Linked DNA regions of Mus musculus: region 1 is linked to region 2. A link is a contact called in public HiChIP or PLAC-seq data. All regions are on one chromosome and are shown on one strand. Each heading gives the region's core, a stretch centred on a gene start, on an enhancer-like site or on the middle of the called end of the contact. The rest is flanking DNA. Distances are from core to core; before and after follow the strand shown. Region 1 holds the start of Ccdc127 (coiled-coil domain containing 127). Region 2 holds the start of Slc12a7 (solute carrier family 12, member 7).

The links. HiChIP or PLAC-seq counts read pairs in DNA pulled down with a chosen protein or histone mark.
Region 1: a contact with region 2 is called in an H3K27ac HiChIP or PLAC-seq map of epiblast stem cells, with 4 times the contacts expected there. The contact joins the promoter of Ccdc127 here to the promoter of Slc12a7 in region 2. A contact is called at or near these places in 1 of 39 promoter capture datasets (cranial neural crest), 1 of 484 Hi-C or Micro-C datasets (embryonic stem cells) and 1 of 115 datasets of contacts at active chromatin or transcription factors (epiblast stem cells).

The regions. Positions count from the first base shown.
Region 1 is chr13:74,348,886-74,353,074 of GRCm38.p6, forward strand. It overlaps Ccdc127 (coiled-coil domain containing 127), which reads left to right and starts at 1,432. Exons shown (of 3, transcript NM_001168659.1): 1 at 1,432-1,523; 2 at 3,971-4,101. The coding sequence starts at 3,981. Sdha (succinate dehydrogenase complex, subunit A, flavoprotein (Fp)) reads right to left here and starts at 1,355. Exons shown (of 15, transcript NM_023281.1): 1 at 1,261-1,355. The coding sequence starts at 1,323.
Region 2 is chr13:73,761,951-73,766,287 of GRCm38.p6, forward strand. It overlaps Slc12a7 (solute carrier family 12, member 7), which reads left to right and starts at 1,747. Exons shown (of 24, transcript NM_011390.2): 1 at 1,747-1,940. The coding sequence starts at 1,817.

The DNA.
Region 1 (4,189 bases), core at 182-2,681, 590 kb after region 2:
CCCATAGGCAGGAACAATAAAGATGCACTTAAAAACAATTCAGGCAATGAAAAATACCTTTGCTGTGCAAATCTCCCACCTGCCTAAGTGGCCAGACTTGCAGTCTCCTGTCTCTGTCTAAACTGGTCAAAGCATAAACTGGATCTGGAATAGGAAAGGAATTTAAGGATGCCAACATATGTGGTAAGCATAAACCTAAGGTGTATACAAGTTAATAAAAATCTTCTATCCTTGACTGTTCCTTTTGGGCATTAGCCAGAGCTGGGCTCAGACTATCATTATTTTTTTTTTTTTTCCTTGAGTGTGTGGAGTGAATCCTGGGCATGGGGTGGGCTCACCTATTTCTGCTACAAAAGAATTCTGCTACAATTATAGGTGGCTGACTTATTATCTCCTGTAAAGGGCTTCAATGATCAGGACTTAAAACCCTTCTTGCAGAGCCCAAGGGATAGAGGTGGAAGTAGGAGTTTGTGGCAGCAAATACAAATCACAGAAATTATCAAGGTTTGAAAATGCCTTCTGGCCTTGCAAGAATAGCTGCCAACTAACCCTTGAACATTTCATTGAACATGCATTTTAATATCTATTTCAGAAAATAGACAACTGCAGCCATAATTTGATGCACAATGCAAGTCGATACTGTTCAATGTCTTAGGGCCTTTACTTTGTAATTAAATTGTTAAGTAGGTAGGTGAGACAGAACTTTAAAGAACCCAACCTGTCAAATTTAGTTTACGTTAATAAAACCCTAGGAGTGTGACGAATAACAGGTGACCGGCAAAGAGTGCACTGAGACAAGATCTGACAATCTGGGAGGCCAACATCAGACCCCTGCAACCCTGAGTCACTGTGTACCTCTTCAAATGCAAAAAGAAGTCGCAAGACTGGATGAACACGGTGCAGAAGTCTCACCTGGTATCTTCAAATATCTCTTTGATATTTAAAAACAGTAGCTAAGGCCACTACACAAAACCTGTAAGCTCATCACTTATAAGTCTTAGTGTCGACACCCAGACTACCAACGGATTACTCGCAGACCCGTCCGCATCCAGAATGCAACAGGCCGGTCCCTCCCTTTAACCTTGGAGAACTTCGCTAGACCAAGACGGGGAAGGCCAGACTCCACGCCCGCGACCTCGGGGTCGTGACCTTCGCCGGAAAGCAGTCGGCTTCGGCCCACTGCACCTTCCCAGACTCAGGCCAACTCGGGTGGAATCGTGGCGCACTCCTAGCGCCTGCCATTTCGTGGCACTAACTCACCGCCCCAGTTAACGCCAAGCGCCGCCCGCGAAGAAGCCTCGAAACTGCGCCAACCCCGGCCATGTCTGCCTTCCCGCAAGCCCCAGCGACAGACTGCGCTTGCGCACCGAGTCGCGCGGGTGTCGGGCTTGGAAGATTCTGCGCCTGCGCAACACGCCCCTCCTGGCTCGCGTGAGTGGTGGTGCGCCTGCGCCCTGTAAACGCGGCGGTGGCAACACGTCTGAGGTAGGGTGGCAGCAACGCTGATGGGCTCTGCTCCAGGGGTAAGTGAGGTGCCAATGTCTTTAAAGTGCTTCTCGGGTGGTTCTTGTTTGCCAAAACAGAGAGGGTCGGATGATCTGGAGAGATGGAAGTAGGGTCCTGGGGCGGAGATCGCAAGCTCCATAAGAGCCCGTTTTGTTGGGCGCTTGAATCTCAACTAATGGGGGGGGGGGGGGGTACATACTGCCCTGGACTTCTAGAGTAGGTAGGAATGATGTCTTGGTGGCTGGACAAGGAGCAGCTAGCTGCACTGGGCTACGTAAAAGCCAGGATACTGAACTAGAAACTATATCCAAAGCTTTCGTCTTCGTTACAGCAGCTGGGAAGCTGGAGGCCCGGCCTGTTGTCATCCTGAAAGCTGCTTAGATCGTGGCTAGCATCCCATATTGCAAACGCGCTCTCATTTGATCACTTTCAGATAGTTTTTCTATTTTTCTAGTGAGTATAGCTGAAATGTTCGGTGGAATTAAATAGCATAAAAAGTAAACCAATAATCGTAATTGTTTCCTGAATTTTCAGTTAATATTAGATTAAGGTTTTCCTCTTGGTGCACAATCTTTATGACCATTATTTTGAATTGTTTAAGTTTACAATGAACCGTTCCCATTTTATTTCTTTGTTTTTTTATTAATAAATAAGGAAATATGGAATATATTCATGCACAACACTTTATATTTTGAATTATTTCCTTGAACTTTATAACCCCAAAATGGATGTTGTTGGTGCAGAGGAAATAAATATGACAGCTTACCCTACAAGGGTTCTGCGTTGGTGGGTTCAACCAACTGCAGATAAAATATATTTGGGGAAAATGTGTCTGTTCGGAGTATGTACAGACTTTTTTTTTAACAAGGGGGAAAATAAAACAGATGAACTACTTAAGTGCCTTTATACCTTATTAGGTATCGGTGACTTAGAGATAAAGTATTGAGCAGATTATATTCAAATACAGCATTGTATATGGGAGCCTTGGCTATCTTCAAGGCTTTTGGTATGAGATGGGGCTCCCCATCAGATATCTGATGGATGGCTATACATAGTAGGAGGTTTTTGAAAGTTGCCTGCTTTTAGTGTGTGTATGTGTGTGTGTGCATACATACATATATATATATGTATATACACATACATATTTCTAAATTAGGCATCTACCATACGTCATACGTATTAATTCTATAGTTCCTATAAACCGTTACATTCTGAGCCATGTATTATGGTTATATATTTATTGTTCATTATTGTGCATCTTAACATGTTAAACAAGGTTTGTTAAAAACACTAAAACTTTCAAAATTTGGGTTGAATTACGTATTTCTTACATGGATCTTGGTTAACTATTTTGTGTTTATTGTATTTGTACATATAAGCAAGCTGAATGTTTTTATGACTTTACAGTATGAGAACACCCATCGAATATGGGTACTTTTTATTTTATTTTTATTTATTTGAGACAGAGACTCTCTGTATAGACCTGGCTCTCCACTATGTAGACTAGACTATCTTCAAACTCAAAGAGATCAGCCTGCCTCTGCCAACTTGAATTCTGAGATTAAAAGCATGCACTAACATGCCTGGCTAATATGGGTAGTTTGTAAACTAGTAAATTTATATTAATATTGGTATCCAGCCTAGTTTGTGAGTTATACCCTAATATGAAGCAAGGGATTTTTGTAATCCTGATCATGATCCTCATGTAAAAAGATTTTCTTTGATTTTTGTCTGTAGAAAACTGCTCATTCTTCAAACCCCAGGTCATATAAAGCAAATGTCTATTGTGGATTCACTTTTATTGTTTTATTGTTATCTCTGTACAACTGTATTAAAGTCTTACAGAGACAACCAATAAGAAACATGTACAGTCATGCATCACTTAGTTAACAGTGGAGACAGATTCTGACAAATGTATTGATAGGGGATTCCAATTTTATGTAAATCCAAGAGTGAGTTGAGCCTGCTCTGACATTAAGCAATATTAACGTGGAACTGCTTTATGTGTAGCTCATTGTCAACTGTAATTTTTTTAGGGTTTGTGATGGTATGTGTGCAGTAAAATGACATTTGATTTATTATAAATAATCAGTATAGGCACCCAAATGCTTACCATCATACAGAAACACTTCTCAGGCACTCCTCGAATGATGTCTAACCAATTAGCTGGGCATGCTGAGATGCCTTTTTTTGGTCATGTTGACACACAAGATAATAATCATTACAACAACCACACATCTAAACATGAAGGGAAAAATCACTACATTCTACTTGTACTTCACTTGAGACATGCCTCCCTCCCACACAACACTGTGACTTCTTGAAATCACATAGGATGCCATGCTGTGCAGCACATACAGCTGAAAATTATTTTCTTGACTAAAATAATGTATATAGATGATATAACCATAATAGCCATGCTCTTTCTTTTATATAGTTAATATCTTTTTTCATTTTCTTCAAGGTATAGCTCCATGAATAACTTAAACGACCCCCCAAATTGGAATATCAGGCCCAATGCCAGGGCTGATGGGGGTGATGGAAGCAAGTGGAATTATGCCCTATTGGTGCCAATGCTCGGATTGGCAGCATTTCGTAAGTTATGGTTTTCTGGTTCAAAATTATGCCAGGAGTACCCGGGTTGCTGTCTTTAGGATTTGGCCAGTACAGTGCGGTTTTATCC
Region 2 (4,337 bases), core at 497-2,996:
GCATGTCTGTACATGTATGTAATCCCAGTACTTGGGAGGTAGAGGCAGGAGGATCAAGAATTCAGTCATCTTTGGCTCTATATCAAAATTTGAGGCCAACCTGGGCTATGAGACCCTGTCTTTAAAAACAATAGAGGGGGAGGGCAGGGAAAGTGACTGGGGGCTATGGCTTTTTGTAAGATGTGTTGGGTATGATACCAGGGTCTCTGAAATGGTAGGAACCCTCTCCTACTGAGCCTAAGTTTCAAGTGTTTGCCAGTCTGGAGGGTGTTCTGAGGAGGAGAAGGTGGTCACTATTTCCACCTAAGGTCCAGCTGAGCAGGGGAAACAGGTGATAGCCCTTCCCTATTTGCTATGGATAGCTCCTGGAGGGAGGTGGGGTGACAGTATGATCTGAGCAAGTTGTGCCCTATCCCCCATAGGAGCTGGAAACTGTATAAGAGGCCATTCCTGAGTGGCCCATGTTTCCCCCAAGCTCCTTCCTGGCAGAGGGCAGAAAGCCGGCCATACTGGGTACAGTTGGGCTTTCCCAGAAATGGCTTTTCTGAGTTAGTTTCAAAATGTTTTATTCTCATCGGTAGGATATGCAAATCCCTTTAACTCCCGTATCTCAGCCTATCCCAGCGGTGTCACTGGTCCGGCAGCTGCCTTCCAGTCCGTGTCCCTGATTGAACTGGGCCAGGCCACCTGGCTGGCCCTGTTCCACAGGTTGTGAGCAGCTCTAGGCATATCACCTGTGTTTCTCTTTGACCATCTAAAACAGTTTTGGGTGACTTGTTGCACCTGGGGGCTATGGCTTTTTGTAGGATGTGTTGGGTATGATACCCTAACATTTTAGTTCCATTCTCTCTTGAAGAATATTTGTTTCCAGTTTTTCACCAGTCTTTCATTGAAAATGCACAAGGTCCTGAAATTCCGGAAGATCTGTGACTTCCACCATGTGGTGTTCTGGAACTCTTTGCTCGGATCTTCCTGTCACTACTACCTTCGGAATTTACCTGCCCTTGGAGCCAAAGGGAGGAACTGCCACCCTCCAAGTTTGGGCTGCAAGGGTTCCCCAGGTTGGATCGTGGAACACTCCTGCCAGCAGGTACAAAGAGTCTCGGGCTTGGCTGGCTAGGCCTGTCCCAGAGCCCAGTGACCTTCTTGGGTGGGATTACTTAACCCCAGGGTGCACAGCGTCCCCTGATTGGCCATTACTCCCTGGCCTAGGTTAGCAGCCTGACCTGGTCAGGGCCTGGGCCCAGATCACCAGCGTTGGTGGAGATGAGGAGCTGCAAACTGAGAGAAAGGAGCCATGACCTGTGGGGTGGTGGGAGAAGAGCCCCACGGGAGTTTGGAATGAGAATGGAAGAACTGAAGCTGTGGAAGTGGTGAATGACAGGCTCTTGGAGGGCGGGAGGGCTCTGAGCCTGTGTTGTGAGTAGGAATGGGAGGAGGACGCGGTCCTGCGGGGAGGAACTGGTGTCTCTTATGCTGAGGGAGGTCTGCATCTGTGGGCAGTTCATTCAGCGGTGGCCTCTAGGGGTTGGGTTTGTGCGTACCGAGTCCTTGAGGGTACAGGGCTCTGGCGGGGCAACCCTGAGACTGTGGCTACAGGGGCGGAGTTTTAAGGGGTGGAGCGTCTGGTGGGCGTGGTCGTTCCGGAAGCCTCCCGACCCCGCCCCGGGCAAACTTTTCCCGAGCCGTGGGGGCGGGCAGGTGAGGTCACGTGGCGGGCAAGGGCGGGCCGGGCGGACCCCGCCCCTACGCCGGAGTCCGGCGGCTGCTCTGGAGCAGCGTGTGGCTGCGAGGGACAGCAGAGTCTAACGGAGCCATGCCCACGAACTTTACGGTGGTGCCGGTGGAGGCGCGCGCCGACGGCGCCGGGGACGAAGCTGCTGAGCGCACGGAAGAACCCGAGTCTCCCGAGAGCGTGGATCAAACCTCCCCTACGCCGGGTGAGCTTGGCCGCACCTGCAACGGGACAAAGGCAGAGGCTGGGCCCTTCTGCTGCCGCTGGGCCGCTCTGACTCGTTGGTTGGCGGCGGCCCGCGCGGCGCGTAGCGGGGCGATGGGAAGGGGTCAGAAGGGCCAACTGGTATCTGCCTGGCTCGGAGGAGTGACCCGAGACCGGGAGAGGATTCTTGGGCTGGTGGTTTGTTGGCCCTGTTCGTTCAGTTTCTTGAATTCAGTGCTCTGCTCCTTGCTTGAGGCGCCCGCTGCATATCTCCCTGTTGGCCTGACTCAGTCAGCCCTGGGGGCGCGGTTCCCACCTCTCTGCATGGCCTGACTGGAGCATCGAGGCTGGAGCACCGGAAACTACTTGGTTTGGCAACTCTGACGGGACTAGGGAGGAGTTGCAGAGCTACTGGAGGTACCTATGGAACGGGAAGGCCCAGGTGTCTAGGTGGTACCTGGGAGAGCTGGAGGTACAGACCCCTGGATGGGTGATCTCACTGACGGACAGCTTCCTCTGGGCAAGCTTTCTTTTGCTCCAGGATGGCCCAGTGTGGTCAACCGATAAATCCGACTGGGATCCCAGATCTGCCTCCACTGACCTTGGACCAGCCAAACTTCCCTTGGGATCTTAGAGGAAGGACAGAGGCCCGTGTAAGCCTGGGGAGGGGGCTGCGCACTCTGAGCGCGGGCTTCTCTTTGCTGCTCTTTGTTCCTTGGATCCGGAGCTCTCTGGCACTTTCACTTTCCACGGGGTGGTGATGGGCCTGGGAATCTCTCTCCATCCTACTTCTCAGCACCCTCTCTGCTGATGGCAAGTCACCTTGAACTGACTGCTTCCTCCCTGTTCCAACTCTCTTCTAGACCTAGATCCTAATAGGCCCTAATAGGTGAGAGGACCCAGCACAGACCTACAGCTGCAGCTGGCCTTGCACCTACCCCAAGTTTTACATTGGAGGTTTGGGCTCCAGGTTCTGGGTCTGGAAGGAAAAGAGGGTGCAATCCTCAAGAGATGGACGGATCTTTTATATATGGCATCAGAGCTTTTGCTGCTCAGAATACAGGCAGTAGAAACTGCGCTTCCTCTAGTCCATACTTTTAGGAGCCTGCATTCATAGACTAGGAGTGCTGGCCCGGAAGTGGCCTAGCCCAGGTCCGCAGCCTGCCTGTCTCACTCTGTGACCCTCTCCATGAGATGCTGGACTGTCCAGCTTTCTCTGCACAGACAAAGCATTCTATGTCTCAGGGCTGCTGCCTGGCTAAACACATAAAATCAGTTGTAAGGTGGAGGCAGAATCTAGAAGTCCAAACTCAGTGTCCATCAGCCAGGGAAGTGTGAAGAGGGTCAGCAGCATCACAGAGACCCCCAGAGTAGAGCCCCCAAAGCCCTTCCTGGTGCCCAGTGGCCTGAGACAGACAATTCTACAATTCTGCAGATGTCCTATATGATTAGTGTCTCAGGCAGAGGTAATTTTCCTTTTGATTCATTTCTTGTTCCCTACAGTATCAGGACTCTCAAGTGGTGCCTGACGCCAGTCAGGGCTGAGGATTCAGCTTCTAGGAAGGGAAGTGACTGTCTGGCTTCCTGAAATTTGCACTGTTAACAAGAGGACAAGCATGCACTTTTAATTCCTTAGTTGTCTTGAGACGAGGTCTTATGCGGCCTTGAATTCAATCTGTAGCTGAAGATGACCTTGAACTCCTGACTGGAGCCTCTAGCAACTGCTTGTATTACAGTAGTGTGTTGCCACACCCACTTTTGTTATGTTTTGTTTTGTTTTTTAAATGAATTGCTGGTCAGGATTGAACCTGGGCTTGGTACTTTGCTAGGCAAATGCTCTACCAACTGAGCCACATCCTGAGTATGTGTGTTTTAATGATCCTTTCACGCTCCAAGCTGAACTTGAGTAACTTGGCTGGGCTTATATAGAACTTGCATTTTGGTGCTCTGTATACTTAATATTTCTATAATGATAATTTTGGAAACTTCAGCCGCTGTACCATGACAGGGATGACTTTGTTGTAGTCACAGTCTGCTGGGGTTTGTCCTGAACTCTTTGCTTTTTTAAAAATTTTTAGTTATTATTTATTTTTGTTTGTTTTCAATTTTTATTATTTTACTTATTTACATTCCAGTCATTGGTCTCCCACTCCACCTCTCAGTACCCCCTCCCACAGTTCCTTATCCCACTTCTCTAACCTCTTGCCTCTGAGAGGGTACTCCCCTCCACTCCCCAGGCCATTCCCTTTCTTGGGGCCTCAAGTCTCTTGAAGATTAAGGGAGAGCTCTGCTATATTTGTGCCAGGGGCCTCTGACTGGCCTGTGTATGATCCTGGTTGGTGGCTCAGTCTCTGGGGGGTAAGTTGAGATTGCTGGTCTTCCTATGGGGTTACTCTCT